Linked DNA regions of Mus musculus: region 1 is linked to region 2. A link is a contact called in public HiChIP or PLAC-seq data. All regions are on one chromosome and are shown on one strand. Each heading gives the region's core, a stretch centred on a gene start, on an enhancer-like site or on the middle of the called end of the contact. The rest is flanking DNA. Distances are from core to core; before and after follow the strand shown. Region 1 has its middle 78 kb from the start of Gm38628. Region 2 overlaps Nck2 (non-catalytic region of tyrosine kinase adaptor protein 2).

Region 1 (7,127 bases), core at 3,328-5,827, 130 kb before region 2:
AAATCAAGTTATATCAAAAGCTGAGCTACTCCACAGTGGTGGAGGAGGGAGGGTTGTTCATATTCAAGTATAAAGAGTTCTTAGTTCAAAGAAGCAGGTGTATATGTAAAAGTTACACTAACCCATTTAACTGCCATTTCCTGTGGACTCCTAGATGTCCCTGTTCTTAGGTTAGAAATATGTGCATACTGATCTCAGGAAGACAACATTACTTGGTATAATTCAGTGACAGTTCAGTGTGATAACTGAGAGACCTCGGAACATTTGAAAATACAGCATTTGCATCATTAACCGTCTAAAATGTTTTCTGTCCTATTATCTTTGTAATGTTTTTCTGCTTCTATTTAATTTAATTGAGTTATTTATCTGTGCAATGCTTTGGTCATAGACCTTAAGAATTATCTGTGGGATGTAGAGGCAGCTCAGTCAGTTAAATACTTGTCCTGCAAGCATGAGGACCTAAATTCCATCTCTAGAACCCACACTTACTAAGGCAAACCAGACCAAACACAACAAAACAAGAAATCAATAATGATGGATCTCACCGGTTATCAATCTCAGCACAAAAGAGATGGAGACAGGCCAGTTTGAAGCACATGTGGTAACTACCTCTTTCTTCAGGATTCCCATGTCCTCAAGAACATTTCCTAAGCTGCAGGTTATGTTTATTCAACAGGCTACGGACAAGGTTATCCCTGAGATCCGTTTCAGCTCTGAGGCTTCCAGAACATTCCATCAGGACTTATTGGGCTCTTCTGTCTTTGCTTTCTCCCTCCAGTCCCAACACGGTGTGTTCCAATGATGGACAGACTCCTCCCAGCAGTAGGGACCCTGGGATCAAACCGGTAGCTCACGGTGATTTTTGTGTAAGGACTGTGGCTATTCTGTGAGTGGACTGGAAGATTTTGAAATTTATCCCGCGGTCCCCAGTTTTCCCTAATGTTTTACTACAAGTCTTTTTGTTCCTGATTTCACGTAGAATTAGTCATCTGGAAGAGGTAGACAATGTATCCTCCATCCATATCCCTTATGAATGAGGGTCAGTAGGTGTGGCCAAATAGAGGCAAAGACATACATCCACTTTCTCCTTTTCTGATATGTTCTTCTAGTCTCAGTATCTAGACCAAATCTTGGGGTTTTTCAAATCCCCAGCCTTGTGTATTTTCATCATGTGTCACTTTTGGCAGACTTGAATTGTTCTGGTAGTATCCTAAACTTAGTGAACTGACTTGTCCTCACACCACCTGTACTAGTTGATTTTGTGTGTCAACTTGAAACAAGCTGGAGTTATCATAAAGAAAGGATTGTCAGCTGAGGAAATGCCTCCATGAGAGGCATTAGTGATCAGGGGGCCCTTTGCCCTTTCTGGGTGTTGCCATCCCTGGGCTGGTAGACTTCTATAAGAAAGCAAGCCAAGCAAGGCAGAGGACGCAAGACAGTAAGTAACATCCCTTCATGGCCTCTGCATCAGCTCCTGCTTCCTAACCTGCTTGAGTTCCAGTCCTGACTTCCTTTGGTGATGAACAGCAATGTAGGAAGTGTAAGCTGAATAAATCCTTTCCTCCCCCAATTTGCTTCTTGATCATAATATTTTGTGCAGGAATAGAAACTCTGACTAAGACAAATTGGCACCAGCATAGTGGGGTATTCCTGTAACAACCTGACCATGTTTTGGGGACTGTGGAAGGACCTTGGAACTTTGGGTTTGAAGAGCCATTGGGTGTTAAGAGCTCTGTGGGATGTTCTGTAGGAGCTTGGAAGATAATGTTGAGAGCAGTGCAAATGATGAAGGTCTGGCTTGTGAAATTTCAGAGGGAAGATTAAAGACTCTTATCAGGGCCATTGCTATTTTGATTGTAAAGATTCTGTAGTTTTGGTTAGCTGGGGCTGAAGAATCAGCTGTGATTAACAAGAGACCAGAACTACTAAAGCAGAACCTTTGCATTACTGGGGCTGTTGATGCTGGTTAACTGGAGTTAAGAAATTAGCAGTGATGAAGAAGAGACCAGCATCAATAAGTTGAAATCTTCTGGGAAGTGTTTCCTGAGAGCACAGAGAAGCTGTGTTCCAGAGGCAGCCACGGTAGTACCTCATGCTGCAGCTGAACTTGGTAATGTGTAAGAATCACCCAGGTGGTACTGGTTTTGAAACGTGAAGATGTAGCATATGATGATTGGCACTGTGAGAGGCCAGGAGAAACCATTGGTGAAGGTGCAGCCTCAGTGGCTGTTGAAAGCCCAGGACTGAAGGAGTCAATCAGGGAAGTTGAGGCTTAGTACCATTAAAAGAGCCTATGAGAGGCTATTTGTAAAAGTGCAGTCCATTTACAGTGGAAGACAGCAGTGTTTTGGAGATGCCAGTACCATAAGATGACCACCAAGAGCAGCAGCAGCAGTGGAGTACGGGCAGCTGGAGCCTAGAAAACAAGCTGTGTGCTACAAATGGCAGAGCTGGAGAAGTGATCCAAGCCCTTGGAGGAACCTAGAATACTGTGAGTGGGTCCCAGACATTGGATGGCTAGAATTTGATTTTGCTTTTAATTGTGACTGTGCCCTGATATTTTAGTGGAGCCCACAATTAAGAGACTTTGAATTGTAAAAAGACTTTGAGTTTTAAAAGGCTTTGGATATTTTAAAGGGATTGGAATTTTAATATGTAAAGACTGTGGGACTTTTAACGTTATTTAGGTCTTGGGGATGAATAAGAAAGTAAGAATTAAGGCTTAATAGTGATGTGTTTGTGTGTCAAGTTGACAAGGGGTCAATTGTATTGGCTGGTTTTGTGTGTCAACTTGACACAAGCTGGAGTTATCATAAAGAAAGGAGCCTCCCTTGAAGAAATGCCTCCATAAGATTCAGTTGTAAGGCATTTTCTCAATTAGTGATCTAGGGTGGGAGGGCCCATTGTGGGTAGTGCCATCGCTGGGCTGGTAGTCCCCGGTTCTATAAGAAAACAAGCTGAGCAAGCCAATAAGTAACAACCCTCCATGGCCTCTGCATCAGCTTCTGCTTCTTGACCTGTTTGAGTTCCAGTTCTGACTTCCTTTGATGATGAACAGCAATGTGGAAGTGTAAGCTGAATAAATCCTTTCCTCCCCAACTTGCTTCTTGGTCATGATGTTTTGTGCAGGAATAGGAACCCTGACTAAGACACCACCTAACTTGAACATCAAGAGTCACTTTCTTAGGAATTCCCCAGTGGAGACATCTGATGTTTCCCATCCCCTGCTATAAATTTTGTAGAATGAGGGTGACTCTGAAATTTTTCATACTTCTACCATTGCTTCTTGAGTACCTGGTATATCTTTTGTAGCTGGAGTCATTCAGTAAGTATCCCAGAATAACTACCATTATTCCTATTTTTCAAATATCTTTCTTAATTTTCCTATAATGCCTCCAACTCTCAGGGATAAAGAAAGAGTCAACATTTTTGTTGCTACCAAGTAGACTTTTTCTGTTCAGTTTCTTCGACTTCAATGTCAGCTTTTGTTTTCATAGTGAGTACTGAGTTTCCTAGTCATTCTAGACTGAACACACTGAGGCCAGTTAAGTCCACTATCGTAAATCTTTCAATGTTCCCTTTGAATGAAAAACTTTCCCCTTGTTCCTGTAGCCCACCTGACCCTTGCCTGTGTGTAGTTGGTCATCAGAGGTTGTCTTGAGCTGATGATGACATGAGACATTATCCATCTCCAAAATGCATTCTTGTAGTTTTGTTTTGTTTTCAAGAGTTGTAGCTTTGGCATTCCTCTCCTGGAACATTCTCATAGAACTTTTGAGATGGGAAGTATTTTACAGCGTGTATTCCTTTTGTAAAATAACCAGTCTCCCTACAGATATAACAAAAGCAGGAGGCTCTAGATGAGAAGATAAGGTGTCTGGTGGTATCATGTCTGAATGAGAAATGCCCCCCATAGGCTTAGGTATTTGAACACTTGGTGGTATCGTGTCTGAATGAGAAATGTCCCCCATAGGCTTGGGTATTTGAACACTTGGTCTCCAGTTGGTGGCGCTTTGGAAAGATGTTTAGGAGGTGTGGTCTTGCAGGAAGAAGTATGTCACTGGGGATGGGCTTTGAGAGTTACAGCCTTATACCATCTCCAGTTTGCTCCATCTGCTTCATGCTTGCTGTTAAAGATGTGATCTTTAAGCTTCCTGGTCTTGCCACCGTGTCTGCCCCACTTACTACCATGCTTCTGCCCAGCTATGGTGGATCCTTAACTCTCTGGAACTGTAAGACAAAATAAACTCTCCCATAAGTTATTTCTGGTCACATGTGGTGCGTATGAGCAGTGCATTAGGCTTGCTCACTGGCCTTGCCCCTCTTCTTGTCCTCTAATTCTACGATTGTCCTCCATACCTGTATGAGTGAGACCACTCCTTTCTGGGGTTCAGAAACAGTTTAGTTCAATTACAATCATTTCTGTCAAAATAGTTTTCAGACATTAACTTTGGACATTTTAGTCAATAGACTTTTTTTTTTTTTAAAAAGATTTATTTTATGTTCAGTTACATGTTTATGTGGTGGTATGTGCCTATAAGTGAAGGTGCCTGCAGGTGCCAGGAAACAGTGTCAGATTGTATGCAGGAAGCCCAGGAGAGCTCAAGACCTCGGTGTCCACTGCGACTTTGCATAAGAATCCTTTATTACGAGTCTTGACCTGGATCACAAACTTTCCCACAGCATAGGTCAGGAGTATGACCACGAGCTTGGGTGTCTTGGCACTTAGATACAGGGTAGTTAGAAATTCTTTGACTGCTTAGAGTGAAGGGGAGGGAAGGCTGCTGAGGTAAGTCATAACTCAGACACAATACCATTTGGTAGAGCTCGAGGCTGACAGGGGGATTCTTCTGACCTAAAGATTGTCTTTTGTGGGGCTATGAGGAACGAGTTACATGGCTGGCCATAACTGTCTGGGACCTCCTTTCTTCTATGATTTAAGCGTGGGACCCTAATCTCTTTTCTCCATCTCTTTTCTCCGAGGACAGGCACCAACTGCACCTGGTTATCTGGAAAAGTGCTAGTCTCTGCACAACTGAAGCTGGGGTGTTTTGTCATTTGTCTCACTCAGGGTGGCACCTGTGGCTCCTTGAGTCCTCTCTCGGAGTGGCTAGGGAGGAGGGGGAAAGAATCCCTTCGTTTGCTGCAGGGGGAGGGGAGCAGAGTTTGAAGAAAGCAGGGCTTCTGAAGGAAAATGCAGAGGCAAGCTTCAGTAGCAAGCCTCCTGTGCTTCTGAGAGAAACCCAGAAGTAAGCCGCCATCGAGGGTCCCCCCCTCCCCCGCCACCCCCCGCTGTGCTTGCCTAGAGCAAAAGTTATATGCAGTTGTGAGCCACGAGATATGGGTGCAAGGAACTGAATTCAGGTACTTCTCTAAAGAAGTAATGGGTCTCAACCATTGAGCCATCTCTCCAAACCTGGAAAAAAAAAAAAAAAAAAAGACTTTTTAAACCTGTCATACCATAAAGGGAATCACTGAATTTTTCTTACTCTCCCTTTTCTTGTCCTTTTAGCAATTTGGTTTTTGTTGTTGTTGTTTTGTTTTGTTTTGTTGTTTTGGGCTTTTTGTTTGTTTGTTTTTGGTTTGTTTGTTTGTTTTTTGGTTTTTCGAGACAGTGTTTCTCTTTGTAGCCCTGGCTGTCCTGGAACTCACTTTGTAGACCAGGCTGGCCTTGAACTCAGAAATCCGCCTGCCTCTGCCTCCCAAGTGCTGGGATTAAATAAAAGAGAGAGAGAGACAGAGAGACAGAGAGACACAGAGAGACGAGACACAGAGAGACAGAGAGAAAAGGAAAAGCAGGGGAGAAGAGGAGGAGGACAGGGCAGAGAGGCAAGTGGCTCCCAGGACTGTGTGGTGGAGCACTTGGGAACTGACATAGGTGGTGATTTACATGGTAAGTAACACAGTTTGGGGAAGCTCCTGCATCCTCAGTGTGGGGACTGAGATGACTTTGCTGGCCAATGGGGAACTCAAATGTATGGGCTGTAAAGCATAGGAAACTGTTGTGGCTGGTTGGATGTGGTGTCTTGCCGTGGCAATCTGTAAGTCTTTTCAGCTGTGGACTCATTCTGCAATCATAAAGCAGGGGAAACCCATCCCCAAGTCGTGGGTCCAGGACTTCTATTCCAGAGTCTCGCTGGAGTGTTGTTCTCCAGTCTCAGCACAGTGGAGACATAACTTCTCCTTGCTTGAGTACCTTTCTCCCCAGCAAACCTGGATGGATATGTCAGACATGGTCCCTCGTGTTTCAAAAGGGAAAGCATAAAATGAGTTGGACAAAAACTTGGTCTGCTAGGATTTCAGGTGATAAGAGATGGGGTGGGGGGTAAGTGTTGGAGCTATATATCTTAGAGGAAAATGGCAGGAAGCTGTGGGAGGTGCATTCTCAGTGGCTGGATGAGTATCATCCTGTGAAGGCAATAGCCAGATATTAATCCCACTAAACCAGATATGTACAGCATTTTGGATATATCCAGGAGGTGAGGTAGAAAACAGGAAAGAGAAGATCCAGAACTCCATCAAGCCTACTACTCCTGGACCTTCCTGGAACTAAACCATTAACAGACTTCATATTGCTCTCTACATTTACCAGCTCCCACCTGCATGGATAACAGAGATATATGGGCTAGAGAACCTTCTAGAGCAGGGTGGGGCCACAGGAAAAAAACCATGCTCTGCCTAGCTGGGCTATAGGGGCTTGGATGTGGGGCATGGTAGCCTTAAAATGAACATGTGAGGAGTAGATAAGGGGAATTCATTGCTCTCCAACCCACACAGGTCTTAGGCCTGAGTCTGTTCAGTTTTAAGGCAAGTCAAAACATGCCTCTATCCCACTGAAAAGAATTAGATTCCTTTTGGTTTGACAAAAAGTGTAATGTTTACAGACTACTCTCTGTAAGCCATTGTTTGTTCCCCAATGTGAATGAGACAAGGGGAATTAACAAAGCAACTAGGACAGACAGAAACATTCCAGCTCCAACCTAAGAGCTGCTGCTGTGTCCTGGTCTCTTTCCATAGCAAGAGCCCTGAGATGGGTGAATTAAAAAGCAGAAGATTGACTTTGCCTGAAGTTTTGAAGGTCAGTACATGGTTGGTGGGTGTCATTGGTTTCAGAACGTCAGTGAGTA
Region 2 (7,088 bases), core at 1,506-4,005:
AATCAGTGAGACGCCGTGGAGAGCAAACTGGGAAGATGTCTGACATTGAATTTGGCCTCCCCTGGGCATACATAGGTATGCATATTCACCCACCCACCCAGACAGACAGACAGACAGACACACACACACACACACACACACACCACTAGTAACAACTCAATTTACTCTTGCTGTCCACATCCCAGGCACTATTGCCTGCTGATACCACAGGCAGTCTAATTCTGAGTTATGTCAGGACCGTTTTAGAGACCCTTGGCCTTTCTTTCTAAAGCAGATCTACTAACCTTCTGCTTCTAAAGCCCCCTGCTTCCACTGACACTATTTTAAATACCATCATTTACACAAACACACTCACATACGGTGTAAGTTTCCAGCCTCTTAATTACCTAGAAACAACCACGCTGTGTATTTCACCCACTAGCAAAGTAGAAGGCAGGTACAGGTGCGACCCTTCATAAGAATGTCCGCCATAAGAGGAGGTACCAAGTGTGTTTCCTCCTGAAGCTGTTAAGACACTCAGAGGCCATCAGCCACCCTCTTCAGTTTTAAAGCATCTGTACAAAGACATGCTCAGAGTAGGAAATGCTTAAACCTCTCAGACACCCCTTTAGCGGCCAGGATCCGCTTAATTCCATAGCGGTTATTCTACTGCGACACCATTCCTGTGAAAAGGCTTAAATAAGGCTCGGCACAAGGCACCGCTCTGCTTGTCTTGCTCTGGGGTTTGTTGTGTGGCACTAGAGCTGGGCCCCAGAGCCTCACGCAAGTTAAACAAATGTTCTACCCAACCTTACCCATATTGTAACTATCCATCTACAGACCTTCTCTCCTAGAGAAGAAGGATCAAGAAACAATCTACGTGATACAGGCTGACTGAAGAGGGCAAGATCTGAGACAGAGCTCTGGCTCCTAGTCCTGAATGCAGCTTCATATTAAAAAAACCTAAAAAATAAACATTAAAACGCCAAGTGAGTGTAGCTTAGTGATCGAGCGTTCTCCTCCAAGTATACTCAAGGCCCCAGCTTCTATTCCCAACATGTGGGGTAAAACAACGCCGTGCAGAAGCACCACAGGAGGCAAAGAGAGGCTAAAGACATCACTAAGAACTCAAAACCCTCTGCTACGTTAATTACCAGCAGCACCTAGACGCACACACCCTATCCACCAAACCTGGCTAGATGAGGCCGAGCAGATCCAGAGCGCTACGGTTATGAGACAAGCTCCCATGTCAGTCTGCTCTGCGCACCGTCCACAAGGACAGTGGGCAGGATGGAGAGAGTTTTAGCTACATAACCTATTTCTCGGAAAGCCCACAGGGAAACTTATCTTCCACAGCTCGGTTATTCTTCAGCAAGTTATTGTGAGCACAGTCACAATGCTACGCTTAAAGATCCCTAGTAATGTTACTATATTTTCCTGCATTTGCTTCCTGAGAACCAAGATGTGGGGGAGTTACCAGTGCAGTGAGATTCACAATTACTCAGACAAGGGCAAGGGAGAATGGAAAATAAGCAAGCCTCAGCTGCTCACAGAGAAGTGTTTTAAATAGGTCTTGCCAGCTGGGGAAGGGGTGGGGATGGGTGGGCCTTGAGTTAGTGCTGCCCTGTCATGGAAATAATACAAAAAAGTATCTCTGGGCAGTGTTCTAGGCTTCCAGACAGAGCTCCCAGAAAACCTCAGAATTTCCAGAGTGATAGTTGATCCTGGGCCACAAAAGGCCACGACTGAACTTGTGCGTATGATGGGACATAATATGGGGGTCTTTCGATCTTGCCTCCACTGCTTGCTCAGAGGAGAGATGAACAGTAACTGGGTCTTAACTCTTAAACACTGGATTGGGGACTCCCTGGTTAATGAGCCCCTTGGGGTGATTTTCTGAAGGAAACTGGAAAGGTTGTAAAAACTCTGGAGCCACTCACTGCCCCAGCCACACACAGCCTGTGCATCCTTGTCCCCTGCCATTCCTGAATTGCATGTCCCCTAACAAACTAGCAGTAACTGACTTCTGCAAAATGTGGTGTTGCAGGTAGACCCGGGGCCTTTCCTGAGTCCTGGCAGCTGTCGCATGGCATTCATGAACAGGAAGAGGAAGGCATGGGAACTTATTAACTGATTAACTGATCAGTCAGAAATAGCGGCGGTTCTTTTGCAGCTAGCATCTGAAAGGGGGCCGGGGAGGGGCAGTCTTGTTGAGCCAAGTGCTCATAACTTAGGAGGAATGTACCAGTCCTGCAGTCTGCATTGGGGGTGACTATTATATAGGCCAGCCAGCTGGTATCAGAGGATGGGGCTGCCTACTATGGGGGCTTGCTTCCTCAGGATATGGCTATTCCAGCTGTGACGTGCTACAGAGTAAGACACATAACAGGGGGAACGCTGCAGTCTTCAAAAAAAAAGGGGGGGGGGGTTGGAATGTAGTAAATTGACACGCTGACTATATGTTGGCATGACATGGGTTCTACTGGGTTCATCCACATACCACTAAAATCTGTCTGCTTCCTTTTACTTTTCAGTTGTGGTTGCGGGGGTCACGGGTGCTATATCTGTAGTGCTCGCACACAGGTTGCCCTCTGTTTCTACAGGATAATACTTTGAAATTTACCTCAAATTTTCCATGAAGAAACAAGCAAGTCTACAGATTAAGACATCGGGTATAAGCCAGGAACCACTCTGTTTCAGAAACCCTCTGCTGAAGGCTGCCTCCTCCTCTTGCCCCAGAAAACAGTGCAGAGCTATGGTGCCAAGAAAGGGGCAGGCAAGGCTCCAAAGCAGCATTGTCACACTTCAGATCTGTACTTCCGGCGTACAGGGTGAACAGGCTTCTTCCAGAAAGAGCGAAAAAAACACAGTGTGTTGGCCTTGTGGGTCACAAGCTCACAATTACTCAATCCCACTACACTACCACGACTATGCTACCACGACTATGCTACCACGAAAGCGGCCACAAGCAGCATGCAACTGACCAATCCCAGCTGTCTTCTTTTTCTCTTTTTTGATTTTGTGTATTTCTTTCTTTGCGACAGGGACTCATAGCCAGGCTGGCCTTGAATCCCTGATCCTCCTGCCTCCATCTTCCAAGTATTAGGGTTATGTACCACCATGCCTGGCCAGGGTGTGTTCTAATACGGCTGATCACACAAAAGGTAGCGGGACAGATTCAGTCCAGGGGCTATTTGCCAAGCACTGTTCTACACATTCAGAAAGAGATATTCCTAAATGTGTCTTATCAGCGCACCAAGCTAGAACATCTACAAAAATACCTTCCACAAAACAGCAGTTAAGCTATTGTGGAAACAAGGCTAAATGAAAAAAATAAAGTCCTACCGAGTTAACTCAATGTCAACTTCTAAGCTTTTATTGTCCATCACGAGCAGACTATGCTGGCAGTTGCCCTACAGTAACAACTGAATGGGAAGTTACATTAATACATTTCTCTACTTTTTAAATGGGGTTGCCTACAGTGGCTCAACAACAATAAATATGACACCACTAAAGTAAAAGGGATCTAATGAAAGGAACAGACAGGACTCCACAATCAAACACTCCAGGCTTCCTCTTTCTAGAGAGAGGAAGGTGAGCACGACCGTTCAGCATTGGTAGGTGAGAGTGGACTTCACCCACACAGAATCCCTGCAATGGCAAAGCGCACAGAGGGAATAAAACCCCCGCAGGCCCTCTAAACACAGACACAAGGTTTGTGGATGGAATTATGCTCAGTCAGCACCAGAAGCAGCAGCCCCTGGTTCCGTGTGCTGCTGAGCACCATCCACCTCACACAGCGACCTATGTGCACCTATGTGCAACCCACATGGAAGGAGTTAAAGGACAGCAGGCTTCTGAGACCAACACTTCCCTCCACTCCTGAGTCTGACCAACAGTATGCATCCAAAAACAGAAACAAAAAACCCCTGAAAACAAAGGCACTAGTCTATCATTATACTAACTTGTAGACATTAAAACTAGTAATAAATCTAACAGACCTCATTACAGAAGGCAACAGAATGCAGGGCCTGAAACCTATGAGGGAGCAGAGGCAGGGTGTGTGGATGCAAGCACAGTCTGCAGAAGCCCATCCCTGGGTTCCTAGCACAGGCCACAGTGTAGATGGGCTCTGGGAAGGGAAAAGAGCCCTCAGAGAGCAAGGTATCTATGGCAGGTTAAAACAGACCAAGTTCTCCTACTCCTTCCAGTGCCTCCAGGACCACGCCCTCAGCACACACAGTTCCCAGCTGGAAGGCCTGCACACCTTCTGTGCCCCTCAAGCTGCGAGTGCTGCGGCATTTCACACCCACTGGTTCAAACTGGCCCTCACCTCCAACATCTCCTCTTCACCCTTTTGCTAAAAAAAAAAAAAAAAAAGGTACCCCGTAAAGTAATTTTCTGCACTCTTGAAAAAATTAGGGGAAACACCATAAAAACCTCACGGAGAACGAGAATAGTAATTTTGAAGAGTCATGCTTGGTAGCAAATGCTGACCAAGAAGTAATAAAAATAGGCCACTCTGGTATCCTGTATTAGTCACCTGACACTGCGTAATAAACAGTACACGTGTAGCAGCTGAAAATACACAGCCTACTACTAAGCTCTGTGAGTCTGGAGTCTGGGCCTGCCACATCCAATACACATGCCTACAAAGACACCCAGTCAAAACATGTCTTCTTCTAAAACGTACAATCTAAATAGTACCTCTGGTAGGCTATCTGCCTGTTTCAGGCATGACAAGCTGACGGAAAATACAATAATGTGCCACATAATGAAATTTCAGTCACTGACAAATCACGTAAGTTACAGTGGTTCTTAGGGGACACTGGAACACAAACATCCTACAGACTGGTAATGTCACAGCCACCCTGGCACTGATGCTCATGGAACCGACTGTGCCACATATGTAAATGCATGTGCAATTGTATGCAGGACATTACACTTGATGATAAATGACTGCTCATAGCACACACACACATACACACACACACAAACTATAACCCCTCTGCTGTCTTAAATACTTGGAGCTTACTGTGTCTCCTGATTGCCTCATGTTCTCTTGTGCTTAATTTAATCTTGTACAGCTGTCATCATGACTACAAACAAGAGAATGAACACACACATACATACATACATCCAGACCTTCCAGGTGTGTAACATGGCTGTCTGGTATTCCTGTACCATTTAGGTTTGTGACATGAATCACATGACAGATTTCTCAAGCACACCCCCACCATTAGATGATGTTTGTGTGTAGCAAATGGGTTACTAAACAAAGGAATACCCAGGCCTCTCTTTCATCTGGCCACTGACTAAAAGCATAATAATCCAACTCTACCATTTACCCTGTGCCCCAAATATGGCTCCAATGAACAACCTACCAAGAGCAACAGTCACTCTTAAAAGGACATGCCAAGGCTAAGAGTGTTTCATCTGTTGTCAGGAAGTCCCTTCAAAGGGAGAGATGTATGTGTTGAGAAGATTGTACAGTTATACACAGTGGCCACAAAAACAGAGGCTGCAAACATGAAGCTGAGAACAGGAAGTCTGCAAGATGGGGAGGAGTCTTCTTCACAACTGTCTTAAGGAGTCTGTTCTGCTCATTTTAGCAAGACATGAATTTATAAAATTAGAACAATAAAGAGATACACTCAATAAAGAAGAATAAAGTTACTGTGTCATCCTTACTATTCAAAGGCATCCATACCACAGAAAGAAAATAAATAAAAAGTGCCAAAAAACTGTGTCTCAGAAATCAAGGTCTCGGGCTAGGGGTGTGGTTCAGTGGTAGAGCTCTTGCCTAGCATACCTGGGGCCCTCATAAATAAATCTCTAAGTAAGCAAGTAAGAAAGGAGGAAAGGAGGAAAAGAAAGGGGATGGATCTGGGTCTCAATAAAATACTTGGAGCTCTGTTTGCACCTACAGATCTTTTTGCCTGGCAAAGCCGCCAGCTTCTCTTTAGACAACCAGAACTGGTTTCCTTCCCAGACAGACAGGATTGGCTATCAGATTCTGAGGCAGCTTCACAGTGCTTTGGGCTTGAACCCTGAAGCAGCAGCCCTGGGAGGGCAGCCACAGCTAAGGGAGCTCGTCCACTCAAACTGCATGGCTAAAATAATTATGGATGTCTACCACACACCGCCCATTAATCTGGAGAATGAACATGCAACACACCTAGGAATCGTGACTGTGGCCAATGCCAAGCCAAGCACCATGGCAGAGGCGTGCAAATAGAGCACACCCACAGGAAAATGCTCCAAAGTAAAGCTGCCAAGACTAGCAATTGGATAAATTGCTTAGCTTCTTCAAACCAGCCACTTCATCTGTTAAACAAGGACAAGGGCAGCCTTGTAAGGTTGTAGAGAGAATCAAATTAGACAACAGGTATGAAATGCTCAGCCCTGTTAAGTACTCAATAAATATCAGCGCCTGCTGCCGTGGCCGTGGTGCTTTGAGAGCGCACCTCTGAGGCATCGCTAAAGGGAGTTTCTCACCCCTGGTATTTACAGTGCTGCACCCACAGAAGCCCAATGCAAGCAATGTGTGTGCCAAGTCTTATCACTGAATTTTCACAGCATTTTTCTTTAAACACAGGTCAAAAGCTCCAAGGGCTGCTTTGCCTCAGAACACCAGAGAGCCAAAAAACCTTAAGGCGTGAGATCTTCTAAAGATACTGACATTTTTTCTGTTCCTAGACGTCATCACAAGGCTGTAAAGGCCCAATCCAACTGCCAAAACATTATAAAATAACCTCTTAAACCAAACAAATGTACATTAGTGTTTTTAGCCAAGAAACAGTATATAATTTCCTACTATGAATTAATTCTTTATTTATAAAAACAATAATGGAGCTTTTTATAACTTAAATAAATTGTTTTTAGATTTTCCCCCCCTTGGAGAACATATTTTATGTTATCTACCTGAAGGTAGGTAACACATTGCAAGGCTGGGAAGAGTTCTGTTAGGTAACAAAATTGAGCTACTTTCCTGCAAGGCCTAGGCAGACGGCCTCTGGCCGGTGGCAAGGACATCATCAGAAGGCAGGATTATGTTTGTTCCAGCCAGGTCTGTCTTTCTATGCCGTGTGCCCTTTCTCTACAGGCAC

What was found. HiChIP or PLAC-seq counts read pairs in DNA pulled down with a chosen protein or histone mark.
Region 1: a contact with region 2 is called in an H3K27ac HiChIP or PLAC-seq map of double positive thymocytes, with 8 read pairs. The contact joins two enhancer-like sites. A contact is called at or near these places in 1 of 15 datasets of contacts at CTCF or cohesin (CD8 T cells), 2 of 484 Hi-C or Micro-C datasets (double positive thymocytes and nephron progenitors), 1 of 115 datasets of contacts at active chromatin or transcription factors (double positive thymocytes) and 2 of 9 other capture datasets (adipose tissue and pancreatic islet).

Annotation. Positions count from the first base shown.
Region 1 is chr1:43,599,246-43,606,372 of GRCm38.p6, reverse strand. No RefSeq gene overlaps it. Among named protein-coding and RNA genes, the nearest start is that of Gm38628, 78 kb to the left of the region's middle. Within about 2 kb of position 4,577, at least 14 of the 459 cell types and tissues checked have an H3K27ac peak or open chromatin away from gene starts, as enhancers often do. A contact at or near this core is called in double positive thymocytes, where this site is marked.
Region 2 is chr1:43,463,543-43,470,630 of GRCm38.p6, reverse strand. All of the region lies in intron 1 of Nck2 (non-catalytic region of tyrosine kinase adaptor protein 2), which reads right to left. Among named protein-coding and RNA genes, the nearest start is that of Nck2, 21 kb to the right of the region's middle. Within about 2 kb of position 2,755, at least 74 of the 459 cell types and tissues checked have an H3K27ac peak or open chromatin away from gene starts, as enhancers often do. A contact at or near this core is called in double positive thymocytes, where this site is marked.